Regions from separate parts of the Hordeum vulgare genome. Here region 2 is linked to region 1. The links are chromatin contacts, called in public Hi-C maps. All regions are on one chromosome and are shown on one strand. The core of a region is the stretch at or near the end of the contact, and the rest is flanking DNA. Distances in the headings are between cores, read along the strand shown.

The links. Hi-C and Micro-C count contacts between places; a contact is called where the count stands out from the background.
Region 2: a Hi-C map of leaf shows a contact between it and region 1, with 6 times the contacts expected there. The contact joins the promoter of LOC123443189 here to the promoter of LOC123443188 in region 1. A contact is called at or near these places in 2 of 6 Hi-C or Micro-C datasets (leaf and seedling).

Annotation. Positions count from the first base shown.
Region 1 is chr3H:119,334,999-119,339,727 of MorexV3_pseudomolecules_assembly, forward strand. It overlaps LOC123443188 (jasmonoyl--L-amino acid synthetase GH3.3-like), which reads right to left and starts at 2,103. Exons shown (of 5, transcript XM_045119484.1): 1 at 1,714-2,103; 2 at 746-1,132; 3 at 533-634; 4 at 1-188. The coding sequence starts at 1,041.
Region 2 is chr3H:119,617,051-119,621,916 of MorexV3_pseudomolecules_assembly, forward strand. LOC123443189 reads right to left here and starts at 2,288. Exons shown (of 3, transcript XM_045119485.1): 1 at 2,151-2,288; 2 at 1,902-2,053. The coding sequence starts at 2,250.

The sequences.
Region 1 (4,729 bases), core at 853-3,352:
AGTCGGCGCCGAAGATTACCTCGTCGGGGCTGCAGCACTGCGACTGCACCACGCGCATCGTCGCCTTGAACTCCTCGCTGCGGTACACGTTGGTCGTCGCCGTCGTGGCCGTCAGCCCGCCCTTGGTCGTGAACTGCCGGCTGCTGTAGATGAACTGCAGCGCCTTGCCGTCCTCAACGGGGAACTCCCTGCCGTTAAGCGGTCAGCATAAGCACCTCGTTAATGGAGGTCACCAACCGAAAAACCTTCACTAAAACTAGAACGAGAATGACAGGCCGTCGGTACAAGAGGAAGAAAGGGAGGTTGCAGTCGTACGTTAGGCTTATCGCGTCGATCACAGACTTAATTCTAACTGGTTATGCAACTGATTACTCCATTTCAACTCACAGATCGATCCATACTGTTGGTTCACGTGAGATGTATAGATTGAGAAAACAGGCGAATTATGGCGGAGGACGACTCCCCGGATCGAGGCCGGGCACCAGAAGCGAGAAACTAACCCAACGAAATCTGGGCGGGATTTGCTCTGTACCTGTTCCTGAAAGCGTAGGAGGTCCGGTATATCTGCATCGTGGACTTGACAAGCTCCTCGTTGAACAGCAGGTACTTGCGCTTCCCCTGCGTCGTGCCGGAGCTGCAACACCAAGAAGCATCACCATGATCAATCCTTGAGGAGAGCTTGTATAAAGAGGAGCTAAGCCGTAGGGTAGGAGCCTTGATTGGCAAGTGGCAAGGAGCGACCAACCTTAGCGAGATGGAGGTGACGGGCTTGCCGGTGAGGATGGGCGTGGCGTCGCCGTCGACGATGCGGTCAATGTAGGGCTCAAGGTCGGCGTGCGTGGCGAGCGGCACGCACTCCTTGAAGCTGGCGGGGTCGGTGCGGCCGGCGAGGCCCAGCCGCTGCAGGTACTCGGTGGCGCCATTCTCGGCAAGGATCCGCCGCAGCGTCTCCTGCTGCACAATGTCGGCGTCACGTGTCAGCCGCTCGAACTCGGCGATCACCATCTCGCCGCTGAACTCGCCGGCCTTCTTCTCCAACATCTTGCTGCTGCTCGCGGAATCGAATCACCACCACTGATGGAGTGATGCTCTCTACCTCAGTTGGGTTCCAGTTCCAACCTGCTGCGAGCCGCTACAACCAAAACAACAACAGGAAGAAGAGCCGAAACCAAGTCAAAAACATGGAGGAGTGGGGCTAAGTTTCGACTGTTGAAGAAGAAGAAGGTGACGTCAGCGATGGAGATTTTTTGTCTCCGGCATCGCTCGTGTCCTCTTTTGGATAAAAAGCTCGAGCAGGACAAAAAATTGACAGCGGGACTTTTCTTTGCCTCTTCGACGAAACAAAACGAAACAGCAAGGGGGCAAACGAGAGGAGAGGATCGTGAGAAGAGAGCGCCGGAAACAGTGGCCACAGGTCTGCCGGTGTGCTCCTCGCTGTCCGTGAGGTGAAACTAAGACCGAGGCCTCGAACTCTGCTCGCTAAATCAGTCCAGCCCAGAGACAAAGATCCAACAATCCTCTCTATTCTTCCGCTTATTTTATCTATCTATCTATCTCTCTCACGCAAAATGATGAGAGGAGTCTGCGGAGACGAGACGAGCTGCGGGGAAGGAGCCAAGAGCAGAGCAGAGCGGAGCAAAGGGACGACGCAAGAGACAAAGAACAGCTGGGGAAGCCGAGAAAGAAAACACGAGCTGGAGCCCGCCCACTCACCTCGGGGCGTCCGCCGCGGGGCCGGGAAGACGACGGCGGCTAGTCGCGCCGCGGCAACGGACAAAGCACGGCGCGGGGAGGAGGCGAGGCGCCCGCGTCTCCGTCCTTTTGCCCCTCCGCTCAAACACCTAGGCGCGAGGAGAGGAGAGGACACACACACGGAGCGGGCAGCGCGCAGTGCGGAGTGGAGAGTACGGCGAGGAGTAGGGGACGCGAGTGGCATATATACACACACGCGCTCGATCGACCTCGACGGAGTGAAACCTGTGTCTCGTCTGTGTGCGAGCGGGACTGGGGGAGTGGCGGTGTGCTACAGAGGAACCAGTGATTTTTTGCCATGGGTTATCGTTGACGGGACATGATCGCCTTTTCTTCTTCCTGTGGCATGACACGACGGGGCTGCAGTAAGAGCAACCCCAACCAAGCGGTCCAGACACGACGGGGCTGCAGTAAGAGCAACTCCAACCAAGCGGTCCAAACGGATGCGTTTTTTTGTCCGTGTTTTACCTGTTTGGCTCGACATGTTAATCTTTTTCATTTATATTGATTGTGTGCTTTTTTTTTTCGTGTTTTATCTGTTTGGCTCGACATGTCAATCTTTTTTATTTAGATCGATCGTGTGTCTAACGCCTCAATCCATTTTTGTAGTTTTTCTAAATTTTTATTAGATATGTTATAAATTAAAATATAGCTAAACATTTGTTTGAAATACATTTAAAAGTTTAAATTGAATAAATATCTTATAGTTTACAAGATAAATAAAAAATTAAATAGTTTTAAATACATCTAAAAGAAAATGTTGTCGATACATCTATTGGTTGGCGACATGAATTCACATATGCTCAACCAAATCATTTTTCAGCTCCATGTGAGTTTTCAATCACACATTTTATGATGAAACTCGACGAACTGTGCAAAGGTTGTCCCTTCAACATGCTCAGGCACAACATTGTCATGGTGAAACTGAAACCCTTGATCACACAGATATTCTGGACGCTCATCCTCTACTATCATGTTGTGCATGATCACACAGGGTGTCATCACCTCCCACAACTTTTTGGTGCTGCAAGTACCGGCGAGATACCGAACGATGCCCCATCGAAATTGAAGAACACTAAAAGCACACTCTACATCTTTGCGAGCACTCTCTTGCTCTTGGGATAATCTCTTTATCTTCTCTTTTGTAGGGTTGGAGATTGTCTTCACAAGAATAGATCATTACAGATAGATATCGTGAGCTAGATAGTATCCATTGGTGTATTGGTGGCCACCGACCTCAACATTGACCTCCGGGCAATTGCCTTCTGTCATCCTAGCAAACATAGGAGAGCGCCGGAGCACATTGATATCGTTGTGTGATCGGGCTATGTCGAAGAAAGAGTGTCAAATCCAAAGATTTTGGGAAGCCACGGCCTCAAGTGTGGCAGTGCAAGCTCGCACATGGCCCTTATACTAGTTGTGCCAAGAGGAAGGGCATTTTTTCACTTCCAGTGCATACAGTCTATGCTACCAAGCATCCCCGGGAACCCCCTGCTAGCATTCACTGCCAGCAACCGTGCTATATCAGCAACAATTGTCTCTCTCAAGTACTAGGACCCAAACACAACTATGACGGCTTTGCAAAACCTATACATGGACTCGAGGCATGTGGATTCACTTATTCAGACATACTCATCAAGGAGATCACCAAAAACTCCATATGCAAGCATTCAAATGGCAGCAATGCATTTTTGATAAGAGGAGAAGCCAATCTTTCCAAGGCAGTCTGTGACCGCCCGAGACCGATGCTCCAGAAGGTTCCCCTTTTATTCTGTTGCTGCCGTGTGATTATTTTATTTGTCGCATCATCATCGCATCATGCGCATCATCTGCATTGCATCGGCATCCCGCTGCTGTCAGTTTTCAAAACTTTCATCCGTTATTAGTTGCAGGTTCTCTCCGCGTTCGTCGTTGCCCGTTTTGAGCCCAACCACAGACGCACGCGCCTATGGCATCGTTTAAATCTTGTTTTTAAAAGTGTGAATAAAACTTTCTATGATTTGGTTGAAACTTGGCGTGCGGTCTTATTTAGTTGTAGGTAGGCCGCCTGCCAATTTTCGTCGCAATCGGAGTCTGACTGGTACCCGAACGGTCGACCGTAGCGGCACCGCATTCGGTTATTCGTCAGACGTGTTTCGGTGTTTTAAATCGCGATGCCGCGCCGCTCCATTTCCCTCTTGTCTCCGGCTAGCCACTCTACACAACCACTTAGCCCGTCCCGCATTCGAGACCGTTCAATTCCGATCGTGCGGTTGAAACCGGGGCGAAAAACTCCTAAACCTAGCCCACCTTCCCTATTAAAACAACCCCCCTTCCTAATATGGACCTAAACCCTCTCTCTCCCTCGTTTACCGTGCCACCCCTCAAACCCTAGCACAGCCCCCACCTCCTCTCTCCTCCCTCAGCAGCCGGGGCCCGCCCGAGCCCGCAGCCACTTACCCATTTTTTTTCGTTTTGGTCGACCAGGCGTCCGATCCGCTCGACCCATTTTTCATCCACAGGGCATGCTTGCAACCTTTTTTTTTGTTATGTATGTTAAATAAAAACACAGCTAAACATTAAATTGTTTTAAATACATTTAAAATTTTAAGTTGGATAAATATCTCATAGTTTATAAAATAAATTATTTCAAATACGTCTAAAAATAAATATTGCCGATACATATATTGGTCGCCGACTTGAATCCACACATGATCAACCAAATCATTTGTAGTTGCGTGTGAGTTTTCCAATCACGCATCTTTTGATGGAACTCGACGAACTGTGCAAACATTACCCCTTCGACATTGTCACGTTGAAACTGAAACACTTGATCATAGAGACGTTTTGGGCGCTCATCCTTTACGATCATGTTGTGCATAATCATGTTGGTTGTCATCACCTTCCATAACTTTTTGGTGTTCTAAGTTCTGGCGGGATACTGAACGATGCTCATCGAGATTGAAGAACACCAAAAGCACACTCTACATCTTTGTGA
Region 2 (4,866 bases), core at 1,038-3,537, 280 kb after region 1:
CCTTCTGTCTAAACCAGATTAACTTTCATCATTTGTTACAAAGCAAAGCTACCGCCTTACTGATAGCTACCCCTACAATTTCTACAATTTTCTGGAGTCGGTGCCTGAAGGGTGCTGAAATGATTATTTAGACAAGTAGGATGGAAGCTAGAATTAATTGGTTCCTTTCGTACTTATTTAGCATGCATTTGTATTCGATGATCCATGTGAGCTTAGTTTTAGTTCTTTTCCCTCCAGTTTATACTTGCAATTGTTTAGAAGAATAAAAAGTCTGTACTCTAGGATGTGGTCTTTTGGATTTTAAATTAGCAGAAGTATGAGTGTTATGGTTTCTTAATGAATAAACATGGCCAATTATAGCTTTGACGAGAAGCTATAATTCTGCAAATACTCTGTTTTTTTACTAACAGCAACTGTTCTGGTTGTATGCTTCTATAGAGAATGTTGTCTAGATAACAAGTACATTATTGAAGGGTTTATTTGTAGAGATTCAGGGAGCTGCCGCAGTTCAATATTTATCAAATGCCCACGTAATTAAGTTCCTGATCAGAACCGTTCAATTCATTTATGCTGATAGATGTAGTAGTATGAACAATTGTTTTCGAGATCTGATACTTATTTTCTCAACATATTAGACTCATTGAGCCATTCTGCAGCTTATAAGAATAATAATACACAAAGAAACAAGTACTCCCTCCGTCCTAAAATAAGTGTCTCAACTTTGTACTAGCTCTAGTACAAAATTGTGTCCTAAGCTTGAGACAGTTATTTTGGGACGGAGGGAGTAGTTTGGTTTCCTCATCTTAGCCTATCAGATTGTCGCTCCAAGAGATGTTCTCAGAATTTCTTAACAAATTTGTTTCATGTTATGGGACAATGTGCTCAGCTTAGATACTCAACTAGATCGGTAACATTTTTTTCCCATTCAAACTTTTGCGTACGGTTAATTTAACATTCCGTAGTTGGCAAATCTTTATGCTTGCCTATTGTTGTAATCAGCGTGTGGAAGAATATGTCAACTAGTAGGCTTACTATTTGTCTATTTCACAAAGCTTTGGAAGCAAACTGGACCTCACTAAATAGAGCTGGGAAGTTTCTATTAGATGTCTGGTCTAGTAAAATGCTATCTAAAGCTGAATACGGTATTCAGATTAATTTCGTTTAGTTTACTTCTGCATCTCCTTCAATTATTATATTTCTGTAGGGTCATCTTTGAATCACCTTTTTCTCGGTCTTAAGTTAACTAAGAGTTTTGACATTGCAGTCCCAAAGAATTTTTCTAATTTTGTGGCAATTGTTCAGAAATGCTGGTTATTAGGACATCGCTATAGGATATGTCAGGGACTTCTGTTATGATAACTTTCATTTTATTAAACCCCAGAGAGGTCTTACGTGGTGGAATGTCGTCCAAGGAACCATCAAATGCTAATGAGTTCCACACAGGAATGACACTGAGTCAATAATGTGACGTCCGAGCTCCGGTTTACTCTGGCATTTGTATGTTATCCTAAATCATGCTATTGAACATCTTGATTGGTTCTTTCTGGATATGTGTGTGCCAATTTATATGCAATCATATGCCTAGAACATTGGACGGATCAAATATATTTTGAACAAATCTGCCAGACTTTCTCAAATCACTTCATCAAGATGGATGGGGGAGCGGCAATGCACACCTTCGTGTTCGTGCACATGAACCATCTAATACCAACCTGACCCGATGGCTGTTATCCAAGCGTCACAACATTGGAGAACAAAACCTAACCAAACCATACATTTAAACTACGAAATGCCCGAACAAACCGGGCGTAGCCAGCAAAACCACATCAAGCCTTCTGTGAAACTACAAAGGAGACTATAAAGTAAATCAAAGGAATGTCGTGAACAGGAAGGACACGTACATGCTTACAGGGGACGCCGAGCTTCTTGAGGCGTAGCGTGCGGGTCTCGAGCAGCCTCTGGAGATCGCCACCTACAGCCTCCTCCAGCTTCCCGGCGTGCGTCTCCACCCCCTTCCCGACCCCATTCAAGAACTCCACCACGCCAACCTTGGCTGCGCATAGGAATTCCAATCCACTTCACCACGACGAACGGCGAAGAAAGAACCACAAAGTTTACAGATCAGGAGGAAAGTAGCTAAAAGGGTGTACCTTGGTAGGGCTGGGCGTAGAAAGATCTCGCCCGAGCTCCGGCGCCGGAGTGGAGGAGGAGGAGGCGGCGCACATTAGATGCACAGGCCAAGGCCGCCATAGGGGAGACTAATGGATGGAATTTTTTTTAACAATCTACTGAGGGGTGGATCGTAGTCCACCCCATACCTGGCCAAATGGGCCGGTCCGGCACAGCCTGCTGTAAACGGCCCGCACCGGCACGTTTACTAAGGCAAATCCTATTTGACGCTGCAGGCGTCGGTTAAAATGCATTTTTCTTAACCGGGCCTGCAGCCGCATTTGGTCATGGGCGGCCATCGGAAGGGGGAGGTATTTCTGTTTTCTGAAGGTTCCGGAAGCTTCCTAGATGGGTTTTTTCATTTAGGTTTTTCAGGACTGGTTTTCTTTGATTTATCTTTTTTTCTTTTCTTTACTTTTTTCATTACTTTTTCATCTTCATTTTCATTTTTTCAGAAAAAACTGCCATTTTTGATTAATTTTTTTTCAAACGAACAAATATTTTTTCAAATCAATGAACCCTTTTCTGAATTTTATGAACTTTTTTATTAAAATTCTATGAACTTTTTTGAATATCGATGATTTTTTTCAAATTATGATGAACTTTTTTTAGATTTGGTGAACTTTTTTAAGATTTATGAACTTTTTTGTCAGTTCAACGAACATTTTAAAAACTTTTTTCAAATTCATGAACTAATTTTCAAAATCAGTGAACTTTTTTTAGATCACAGTGAGTTTTTTTAATTCGTGAACTTTTTGTTTCGAAATTTGTGAACCATTTTTTGCTTTATGAACCTTTTATGTTCAGTTTTATCTGCTTTTTTATTTTTATATAAAAAATCCACACTAAGACTGGGTCGGTCCGTTATGCGGTGCGTGTGGGTGCTGGTTTTCCTAGCTGGCGCTTAAGGCGCCGACTAGGAGTTCCCGTTTACTAATCGGGTCGTACCATGCCAGCCCGTGAGTTGCAACTCCAGGTTCAGATACGATCCGTTATTAAACGGGCAGTCATGTAGGTCCGATTAACACGTTGGACCATATATTTTCAGCTACATGGGCTTGTTTTTGGGCCTGCTGAACCATATTATATATATATATATACATACTAGCAAAATGGCCCGTGCGTTGCCACGGAAGAAAAAAACATAATCTCCAATGATGATGACCACATTACGTTCAAATATCATCGCTTGATTTAGAAATTTTGTGCACAAATGCAAAAAAATGTTTCTTCTTTTAAATTTAGTCACAAGTTGAAGCAATCTTTACATTTTCAAAAAATATATATCATGGTTGTCAAAAATCTTGGTAACTCAAAAATTTATTCTGAATTTCAAGATTTTTTTTAGAAAACATACAATAATAATCTGATCCATCCAACAGTTAATTTTTCAAAATTCACACACGTATATTGTCACAAAGACTTATAAGCATTAATGTTTAACCACATACATTAGATCTTTCGTGAACAATTTTACAAATATGGAAACAATTTTAAAATTGAGAACATTTTTTCCAATTTACAAACATTTGCTAAAAATCGTGAATATTTTTCATATTTCGAATGGGTTTAAATATTTTCTTTTGAATTGGCAACCAATACAAGAAAAGACGAACATAATTTTTTATGTTGGAGGATTTTATTTTAAATTCACAAACATTTTTTGAAACGCATGAAGTTTTTCTGAATAAACAAACATATTTATAAATCAGTAATATATTTATTAAATTCATGGACATTGTTTTGGAATTTGCAAAATATATATATATATAAATCATACGTTTTTTTAATCCTATTTTTAATTCAAAATTAAAATACGTCAACGTTTTAATTCGAAATTCCTATTTTTTAATATGCAAAAGTTTTTGTAATTCTAAATTATTTAAATTATAAATAAACAAAAATGGAACGGAAGATTTTAAATAAAAAAAAGAAACTATCAAAACAGACATTAGCTATTTTTAAATTTTTGTAACATTTTTTATATGCATTAACATATTTTGAATTTGAAAGCATTTTGTTAAATGCCTTTAAAAATTTTTAATACATGGAATTGTATTTGAGATCATGGACTTTTCTTATTGTACAAAACTTTTTCTAAAATTGCAAACATTTTATTGTATATGCGAGCATTTTTTACAAAACTCCGAGCAGTTTTTGAAGTCATAAACATTTTAGTTTTTTAAATATGTTGATTTATAATTTTCAGTTTATCATAAATTTAAAGATTATTTGAAGTTCTAAATTATTTAAAATAGAAAATAAAACGGAACTGAAAATAAATAAATAAACAGAAATAAAAGCAGGTGTCTCTGCATGGGCCGGCCCATATGCTGTGTTGGATATTCTCCCAGCATGCAGAGCGTAATATAGAAGTATTTTACATGGGCCGGCCCAGTTCAAATTTTTCGCTTTGTGAAACGTTTTTTATTACTTACCAGTGGCATGGTGGGTAATTTATGCAAAATTTAGGGGTAATTTCCAAAACGGACGACCAGAAACCGTATTTGCTTTATTATTTAGGAGAGGTATTAAAATAATCGGAGTATATATATAAAAAAGTAAACAAACGACCCGAGGCATGCTGCGTGCCGCCATGAGCACGAATAGAGCGTGCCGGACCGGACCCGTCTCGTGTCGGGCTGGCGTGTTGTCGGGTCGACCCGATTGACACGACCCGTTTGGTCACGTATAGTC